Linked DNA regions of Capra hircus: regions 2 and 3 are each linked to region 1. A link is a contact called in public Hi-C data. All regions are on one chromosome and are shown on one strand. Each heading gives the region's core, a stretch centred on a gene start, on an enhancer-like site or on the middle of the called end of the contact. The rest is flanking DNA. Distances are from core to core; before and after follow the strand shown.

Region 1 (3,038 bases), core at 334-2,833:
TAGGCTTGGAGTCTCAAACCAGATGGTCTTCAGCTCAGCTCTGTCCCTTCCCAGCTGTGTGACCTTGGGCAAGTGACTTAACTCCTCTGGACCTCAGGTCCCTCATCTGGAAAATGAGATAGTAGAGTTACTACTGACTCATAGGCCTCTCACCAGGATTCAGGGAGTTGGGTATGTAAAACACTTAGAATAATGACTGGTACACGGCAAACATAAGTTAAGTGTTCATCAGATAAATATTTTTTTCACCTCTGATGGGCTGACTCTCCCACTCATTCTCCATACAGTTTTTCACAGCCTACTGTGTGACCGACGCACGTAAGACAGATCCCCCGCCCGCAATGCCTGTTGGGCATTTCTGTGGGATCCCAGCACCTCCCTCCCCCACGCCCCCCAGGGTCTGATGCCACAGGACTGTGTGGGGCTGTGGCACAGGGTTTGGGTTCTGAAGACTCCCTAGGGGGAGCTCCCTGGCTTTGAAGCGCAGCATCTTCATTCGGTCCACAACCCAATTCCCAGGCCAGCAAGGGGTCAGCCGAGCCAGGTCAGGCATCTGGACCTCCTGCAGCCATTCTCTGCCGCTGACCCTGTTCGTGGGAGGTCTCCGTGATTTAATTTGAGCCCAGAATCTTCTTCAGGATGCACAAACCACCCAGACACAGGTGGCCGAAGGCTTGTCATTGCCTTCACAGGGCAGTGGGAAGCCAGCAAAAGCTCATTCAAAACTGGAAATGTGTATCTAGGCCGGATGGTTCATATTACAGAATTACTGTTATTCGTTCTAGGTGTAAAAAAGATACTGTAGTTGTGTTTTTAAAACAATCCTTATCTTCTAGAGATACGAAAATATATTTTCAGATGAAATGATAGGATGCCTGGTTTTGCTTCAAAACAATGGGGGAGGAAGTATGTAGAGGAAACAAAATTGACTAAGAGTTGATGTACTTGTTGAAGCTGTGGGGTTCGAAGTTGGGGTTATGCAGGGTCATTAGAATCTGCTTATCAACATGTGATTCAGAGATCCCTGGGCCTAGGAGCTGGGGAGAAATGCAGAATCTTGGCTCCACCCCGGATCTCTTGAACGAGGATCTGTAATCAAGGAAATACACCGGGGATTCGTGTGCGCATTCAAATGTGAGAAGCACTGGCTACTTTCGTATGTTTGAAACTTCCCATACCAAACAAGTTATGGGCTTTTGTGGGGTTTTGTTCCCCCAAAATTGTCTTAAAAATCTCCGAGATCTTCCTACAGAATCCTCCGCTGGCAGCAGCTGGGAGGCTGTCTTCCTGCCTTCTGCCTTCCGTGGGGGCCCCTAAGGCAAATGGGCCCCCAGGCCGACCGCAGCACCCGGCGGGAAGCCCCCCGCACCCCATCCCCTGCACCGCGGCGCACCTGCCGCTTCGCGCGGGTCTGTGGCCGGGGTTCCGAACTCGGACCCTGGCGGAAGCCCGGGGCTCCCGGGAGCCGCGGCCGGGCAGGCCCGGGCGGGGCCGCGCAGCGCACCTGGGCGCGCCGGCAGGTGGGCCGCGTGGCCTGGACAGGGACCCGCCCTCGCGCAGGGGAGGAGCGGCAGGCCTGGGCGGGCACCGCGGGCGGGGGCCAGGTGCTGGGAGCCCGGCGGGCCGCGAGCGCAGCCACCGCGCTGGGGCCGCCGACACCGAGTGCCCGGGATGAGCTTCACCCGGAAAAAGGGCTTCTACAAGCAGGACGTCAACAAGACCGCCTGGGAGCTGCCCAAGACCTACGTGTCCCTGACGCACATAGGCAGCGGGGCCTATGGCTCCGTGTGGTGAGACACCCCCTCCCCCGCGCCTGCGCGACACGGGGGCGTCGGGGGCGCCCGGGGCACCGGGCCAGGCCGCTGGTGGGCGCCCGGGCACCGGGACGCGGGCGGGGCCTCCGCAAGAGCCAGAGCCAGACCAATGCCCACCCTCACCCCGGATCTGCTTCCCGGATCCGCATCCGGGGGCCCTCACCTGCTGGGCGCGCGGAGCTGTGCCCCCACCACCTTTGATCAAGGACCCCAAGGCCCAGAGTCCTGCGGGTTGGGAAGACTTTTGCGGGTGCTTTTGCCAGGCTGAGCCCTGGGACTGGAGGAGGCAGCAACTGGACCTCGAAGTGGAGTAGCAGCCTCGGGCTGTGGAGGCTGGCCATGGGGTCGCCCCAGGCGCCAGTTCGCTTTTCTCACCTGCTTGCTGGGGGGTCTCTGTGGGTTGAATTAGGACTGAATCTGTTTCTCCAGGACTTACAAGGGACCCCAGAGTTCATCTGGCTGAATCCCGATTGATTGTTATTTAATACACATGGGTACACAGTTGGGCAAACAAGAAGTGACTTGCCAAGTTGTTTGGGATCCTGTTGATATTAACTTGTGTTTGACCCTGGTGCAGGGCACCTCTCTCAGATCCTGCCTGCTCCCTCCTCGCTCCCCCAGTCCCACTGTGCTTTCAGCAACTCACTCACATTCCCGGTGGTGGGCATCAGCTCCTCCCAGCTTAGGCTGCTGGCCCAGAGGGATTGGGGTGAGGATGGCCGTGGCTCCCCAGATGGCCTGGCAGATGCCACCCAGGGTCTGGAGCCCTGCCTGCCCCTGGGCTGGGGCTGGGGGTGGGGGGGCGTGCTCCCTGCTGACCTGCCTTTGACCCTACAGCTCAGCCATCGACAAGCGGTCAGGGGAAAAGGTGGCCATCAAGAAGCTGAGCCGGCCCTTCCAGTCCGAGATCTTTGCCAAGCGGGCTTATCGGGAGCTGCTGCTGCTGAAACACATGCAGCATGAGAACGTAGGCTGGGCCTGGGGGCTGCTTCGGGGAGGCAGGGACGGGAGGGCAGCCCCAGAGAGGGTCCTGACCAGCCCCTCCGTGTGTGTGCACATGCGCACGCGCACACACGGAAGATACCCCAAGATGCTGACCCAACAGCGCCAGCAGAAAGGGAACCTCCTCCCTGCTCCTCTGGATCCTTGTTCCTCACCTGATTATTAAAACTATGTGCCAGGACCCACCCCGCCTACTTCCCAGGTAAGGTGCAAGGGAATTTT
Region 2 (3,038 bases), core at 402-2,901, 240 kb after region 1:
CTGTTCATGGGGTTCCAGCAGCAAGAATACTGGAGTGGTTTGCCACTCCCTTCTCCAGTGGACCACATTTTGTCAGAACTCTTCACTGGGACCCATCTGTCTTGGATGGCCCTGCACTGCATGGCTCATAGCTTCACTGAGTTATGAAGCCCCTTCACCGTGACAGGACTATGATCCATGATGGGGTAGTATATCGTAGGTACTTAGTAAATAGTTGTTAAGTAAATACATGATTTCATTTGAAGTTTCTCCACAAAATGCAGCCAGTAGCGCAGAGAATGCTGTTACTTATTCTACAGATATGGAAACTTAGGCTCAGATGCTTGACTTCACTAAAGTCACCAGGGAACTGAGGGAGCTCAGTCCTTTTGATTCCTAATCAGCGGCTGAGGGTGTGGGTCAAAGGTAGGGAGGCATGTGCCCCACACAGGTCTCATCTGGGCCTCTGCTCAGCGAGTTGGTGACCTACTCAAAGATAAGGTGATAAGAAAAGGAGTTAAGTTATTCCCAGGAAAGAGCCTGGGAAGCTAGGAATTGCAAACACCATTGCCCGGCTGGCTGGGAAAGGAGAAGTGACATCCTTGAACAGGTAGCTTTCTGGTGCCTGCAGTTCCACCCTCCCTCCTGCTACTAACTCTGCCCTGAGAGGTAGTGAGCGCCCCATCACTGGAAGTGTTCAAGCGGGGGCTGGATGTCTCCTTACAGAGCACACCTGAGTTGGAGAGTTACATACATCTTGGTAGGAGAAGGCAGGCCTTTTGTCTCAGAACACTCTGCAGATTCGTGACCCAAACACCAACACAAGAGGCTTTGCGCCACCTGGTGGACAAGGGTTTAAACTGCAGGCCCTTCCAGGGAGAGAAGCCTACAGCCTGAGTGTCCCTGGAATCCTAAACAGTGAAGCCAGTTTCCAACCATTTCAGAACCACAGTGAGAGCTCGGAAAGGTGAGGGGGCGCAGGGGGGCAGGGCTGCACTGGGCCAGGCACAGGCATCTATCAGAGAGGTCACTGTTACAGGGAGGACTTATTAACAGGACTCAGGAGTTCTGAGCACGTGCCTGGATTTGAAGGGAACACCTCTTTCCCAAACTTTATTCCAGATTCCCGGGATGACAAACTGGGAAGCTACTTGGGGGAAGTGGGAGTGGGGGCGGCGGCATGGAGATGGGGTGTTGGGGGAGGTGAGGAGGAGGCTCATTTGTTCATTCTGCTCATCTTTATATTTGGGAATGACCCTGAATTATCTTTGCCTAGAAGTAAAATTCCCAAATTGAGTTCAGTTCTGCATGAGCCTCCACGAAACCACCCATAAAACCCCACCCCCGTCATTAAAAAAAAAAAAAAAACCCTCTATATTTTTGCTCCATGGGTATCAGGTTCTGAAAGATTTTGTCTACCAAAGTGTATATTATCTATTATCTTACAGTATCATTTATTATCAGTCAAAGGCCTCTGCAGTAGCTGGTAGGAGCTGTGATGAGCTTCGTGCATTGGCCTTAACCACAGAGATTTCATTTAAGGTGAGCAAAAGTGAAAACGTCTGAGCGCAGTGGGTCGGTGCAGCCCCATCTGAGGTGAGCCTCATTCCGCTCACCCCCAGCTCCCGCCCCAGGCTCTGCTCTGGGTGGTGAACCACAGAGAACGAGCCCCCATCTTGCACCGGCTGCTCTTCTCACGATTTCTCCTGGTTTCACTTCATTCCTGAGGAAAGAGCACAGGTTTACTTAGTGGGCCACCCCAAGCCTGGATCTAGCTGTCAGGGGCCAGCGACGGGGTGCAGCAGAGCCCCCAGTACGGGACCTGGGACTGCACCTCTCAGGAAAGTCTGTTGGGTGAAGGCTCCCTGTGAATGGGCTTCAGATAGTTTTTTTATCCTCAGAGCATCACTTACCGCATGAAATAGGTTATGTGCAGGTTTTGCTCTTGGGAGTTTCCGCTTGCGTTCCTCACTGGTTAGATACAGAACCAATGAGAAAGAGAGGGCTCTCTCCTCACCTTCTCAGGGTCTCACCCCCAGTCCTGATCTGCTTCCCTGTCTGAGTGAGCCAGGCTGACCCCAGCACGAGCTTCAGGGACCCCTTTGCCCTCGCCAGGGATGGGCCTCTGCAGCCTGCCCTGCACCCCACATTGTCCCTGACCCCTCGGACCAGAAGGCCCTCCTCCCCACTGTACCTCCAGACCTCAACCTTCTCTCCCCACTTGCCACCCCCAAACGTAAGCTTTTCTTTGGAGCTGTGTTTGCTGGGATAACTTTTATTGAAATGGTGATGATGTTAAAAATCAGAAGAGACATGCCTTTCTGTTTTAGCAACACTCCCCAAGGCTTGGGCATTTTGTTGTTGTTAAGAAGTGTCCAGTGAGTCAACTTTTATTTAGATGATGATAATATTGGGGGTCAGAAAAAATTTAAGAAATTAAAGGATAATGACGACTTGGTGGCCAGAGGTTTCTCTTCTCCACTTGCCGCAGACAATGCTGTAGCAGTCAGGCGTCTTCTCCAGCATGGGCATGAGTTTTTACATAAATGGAGCCTTTCGCAGAGCTACTTCTGGCAGAAATTTTATAACCACTTTACCTTATTCTCTGCAAGTGCCCACTCGTGAAAGTAACAATGGCTTTGTTATACAGAACACATCTTTAACACAGAATTGAGTTTTAAGGGGGTTTTTATCTAGGCCTCAGTGATGGAATCATCCTGCCTGGAGAGCACAAAAGACTTAGTGAATTACAATATTCTGCCCTTAGCTCTGCTGCCTGATGACGCTGTTGATCAGCAGCGGCTGGGCTTTCTGACCTGAACATCAACCTCAAGTTCCATTTTGGATACAGAGATGAGTGGGCGTGGGGGGAGAGGGAGATTGAAGATGACAGAGGTGACCTCAAGCTGATGAGTAACTAAATTAGTGACTGGTTGTTTTCTGTTTGCTCATTTTTCATTTTTTGGCCAGGCCTCATGGCTTGCCGGAGAAGGTGATGGCACCCCACTCCAGTACTCTTGCCTGGAAAATCCCATGGGCGGAGGAGCCTGGTAGGCTGC
Region 3 (3,038 bases), core at 301-2,800, 180 kb after region 1:
TTTGATAATGCTGTATAACAAACAGCACTCTCTCCTGCACCACCCCAGCCAAGATCTCAGTGGAATACAGAACAAACATTTTACTTTTCTCTTTCATAGGTCTGTGAATTGGCTATGATAGCTATGCGTAGGCTTACAGCTTGGGGTCAAGTCTGTCCCTGTCCCTTTTATTCAGGACCAGCAGTAATGCCAGATCTGCTCTTCTCCTGGAGCATGGCTAGATAGATGTATCAGCCTGGCTTTCCTCTGCTGGCCTTATCTCTCCTCTAGTAAAAGTTCAGTGGTCATCTGACTCAGGATGTATAACTGGCCTCAAAGTAGAAAGACAGATTGAGAAGCTGAAATACTGCCTACAGGCTGCAGGTGGAAAAGGAGGAGATCCGGCTTGCTGATTGTTACTCACATCCTTTTTTTTTAATGTTTATTTATTTTTGACTGTACTGGGTCTTTGTTGCTGTGTGTGGGCTTTCTCTACTTGCAGCAAGCGGGGGAACTCTCTAGTTGCAATGCACGGGCTTCTCACTGTGGTGGCTTCTCGTGTGGAGCATGGGCTCAAGGCACTCAGACTTCAGTTGTTGCGGCTCACGAGCTCTAGAGCTTGGGCTTGGTTCTTGCAGTGCACCGACTTCGCTGCTCTGCAGGATGTGGGATCTTCCCAGGCCAGGGATCAAACCTGTGTCCCGTGCACAAGCAAGCAGGTTCTTAACCACAGACCAAGTCTGTCAGACTCCCCAAATTTCCGCTATTAGAGAACCTTTCCTTTGAGTTACTATGGAACCTCCCCCTATTCAAAGGTAAGTTTATACAACCTTGGAAATCAACGATAATCCAATGAAAAAATTTTAATAGGTGAATTTAATAATAGCTAAAACTTACATAGTAGTTATTATATTCCAAGCACTGTGGCACAGACAGGTTAAGTGACAAGCCCAAAGTTACACAGTTGGTAGATGGCAGAGCCAAGATCTGCATCTGTCGCCAGGGCCCAGCCTCCAGGGTAGAAGGAGCGCTGGAGTGAGAGTCAGAAGTCACAGGGTCTAGTGTAGCTCCTCCATTTGGGCAGGAAGAGGCCTGGAGAGGCACTCGGACACATGGCAAAGGGTAGGTCAGTCTGGCTTGGGTGCCATGCTAGAGGCTGAACTTCGTCTGTGTTGCTGGGGAGTCATGAGAGGATTTAAACAACAGAATGACACAGTCAGATTTGAAAATTATCCATGAGTACCCCAAACCCACATCCCAGCATTTCTCCAAGATGAGTTCTGCAGGTGTCTCCCTGCCGTTTCCCAGAGAGGGCAAGTGACTGGCTCAGGGTCACACAGCAAGTGGAAGAGGGCTTGGAAATCAGGATTCCCAGTTCCCCCTTCTGGTCTCGTTTCCTCTCACATGTGCTTCCTCGGCTTCTCACATCCAGGTCTGCCCCCTGCCCACTTGACTTCTCTCTGATCTCCACCTCCGAGACAGTCTGGGTCGCCTACAAGCCTCATCCCAGCCGCATGCAGGAATACAGCTGCCCTGAGGTGTGGAACGCCCCAGGGTGTCCCTGGGGGCCAGCCACTGCCGGTCCTGTGCCGGGACGCTGTGGTGACCTCTGAGGCCCGTCAGCCCATCTTTCTTTCTGCCCCCACCTGCCTCTTCCTGGTCAGGGTCAAGGCCAACACTAGCCTGTAGAATGCCTTGTGCACCAAGACAAGAGCACCCTTTCCTTGAGAACGTGACTGCCACCTGCTGGAAAGTTGTTGTAACGTGCTGATTTTTTTTGAGCAATTGATTACCGACTGCTTGAAAACTGCACGGATGGCCGCATAAACACGCCTGTGACGTGCCCGCCCTTCTGTACTGGCAGCACATGCTTGTGCAGTACGCAGTCCACACAACTGTGCTCAGCATACTGCAGACCACTCCACCTCTTCCTGAAAACCCAGATATCAACCAGACTTTGTAAGTCAAAAAATACGGCAAACGCGCTTCCACCAACTCCTGCTTTGCAAATGGAACTCTGCTTTTGCAGAAGACCACTTGTATAACAAAGGAAACCCTTGAACTGGCTTTTGATACAAATTGAGATTTCCTCTTTCCACATATCAGTGTGGCTATTTGCTCAGGATGCCCAAAGCATATGAAGGTGTGAGCAGTGGTCTCGGTGGATATGAGGGGAGGGAAGTACTAGATTTGGGACTTGGCGATGATGAATTTGTGTCCTTTTTCTAGGAAACTGTGAGCCGAGAGAGGAAACTTGAGCTGAAACGGGAGAGAACCTGACGCTCGCGAGGCTGAACCTTCTCCTCACTGTTCTCAGATGCCCTCCTTTCACCCCAGGCCTTGCAAGGACTGGGGTCCCACCCACTACCAAGCCTGTTGGGGTAAAGGATCCTGCTTCCCCCAGGCAAGAGCCTTCTGGTCTAAACATCCTCCCAGCTTCCCTCTGGTCCTTCCGCTACTCTGCTCTGGACAGACAGATGGATGTCAGAACAGACAGTAAGAGTGGGCAGCACAGCCTCCTCCCAGGCAGCTGGGCTCTGAGTCCTCCTCCCAAGCCAGCCTGAGTTTGCTTCTTGGAGACCCTCGTCCTCTCCCAGGAGGTCATCCACGGGGCAAAACTGTCGGGGGTCAGGCAGAGCTGAGCCACGGACACCCTTTCCTGTTTCCTGCAGTGTCAAGAGACCACATCTTCTTCTGCTGTTTGTTTTTTGTTCACACAATACACAAAAGGCTTGACCTGGAACCAGCGGACTCCATCTCAGCCACTCACGGGAATCCCCTGTCCTGCTGTGCTGACAGAGGGGATGGGAGGCCGTGTGTGCCCTCCCCTCCCCTTTCCCAGCCCAGATGAGGGCAGACTCTGTCTGCTGTTCACACCTCAGTGAAAACGATCCACAAGAAAGAGGCCTTTAACTTCAATTTTTACAGCCTGTCCAGAAAAATAAAATAAAATTAACTCACTGCTTGTGGATAACCTCTGGCTCCAGCCAGACCCAGTAAGGAAAAACAGGTTGTCCACAGGCCTCAGATGCATTTGCTCAACAAATCCTAGAATGCAA

What was found. Hi-C and Micro-C count contacts between places; a contact is called where the count stands out from the background.
Region 2: a contact with region 1 is called in a Hi-C map of blood, with 2.2 times the contacts expected there. The contact joins the enhancer-like site here to the promoter of MAPK13 in region 1. A contact is called at or near these places in 3 of 5 Hi-C or Micro-C datasets (all in blood).
Region 3: a Hi-C map of blood shows a contact between it and region 1, with 3 times the contacts expected there. The contact joins the enhancer-like site here to the promoter of MAPK13 in region 1. A contact is called at or near these places in 2 of 5 Hi-C or Micro-C datasets (both in blood).

Annotation. Positions count from the first base shown.
Region 1 is chr23:38,661,228-38,664,265 of ARS1.2, reverse strand. MAPK13 (mitogen-activated protein kinase 13) reads left to right here and starts at 1,583. Exons shown (of 12, transcript XM_018038788.1): 1 at 1,583-1,790; 2 at 2,652-2,781. The coding sequence starts at 1,672.
Region 2 is chr23:38,416,599-38,419,636 of ARS1.2, reverse strand. No RefSeq gene overlaps it. Among named protein-coding and RNA genes, the nearest start is that of PXT1, 40 kb to the right of the region's middle. Within about 2 kb of position 1,651, at least 1 of the 5 cell types and tissues checked has an H3K27ac peak or open chromatin away from gene starts, as enhancers often do.
Region 3 is chr23:38,485,938-38,488,975 of ARS1.2, reverse strand. PNPLA1 (patatin-like phospholipase domain-containing protein 1) reads left to right here. Exons shown (of 10, transcript XM_018039266.1): 9 at 1,412-1,517; 10 at 2,209-3,038. The coding sequence ends at 2,259. Among named protein-coding and RNA genes, the nearest start is that of C23H6orf222, 23 kb to the right of the region's middle. Within about 2 kb of position 1,550, at least 1 of the 5 cell types and tissues checked has an H3K27ac peak or open chromatin away from gene starts, as enhancers often do.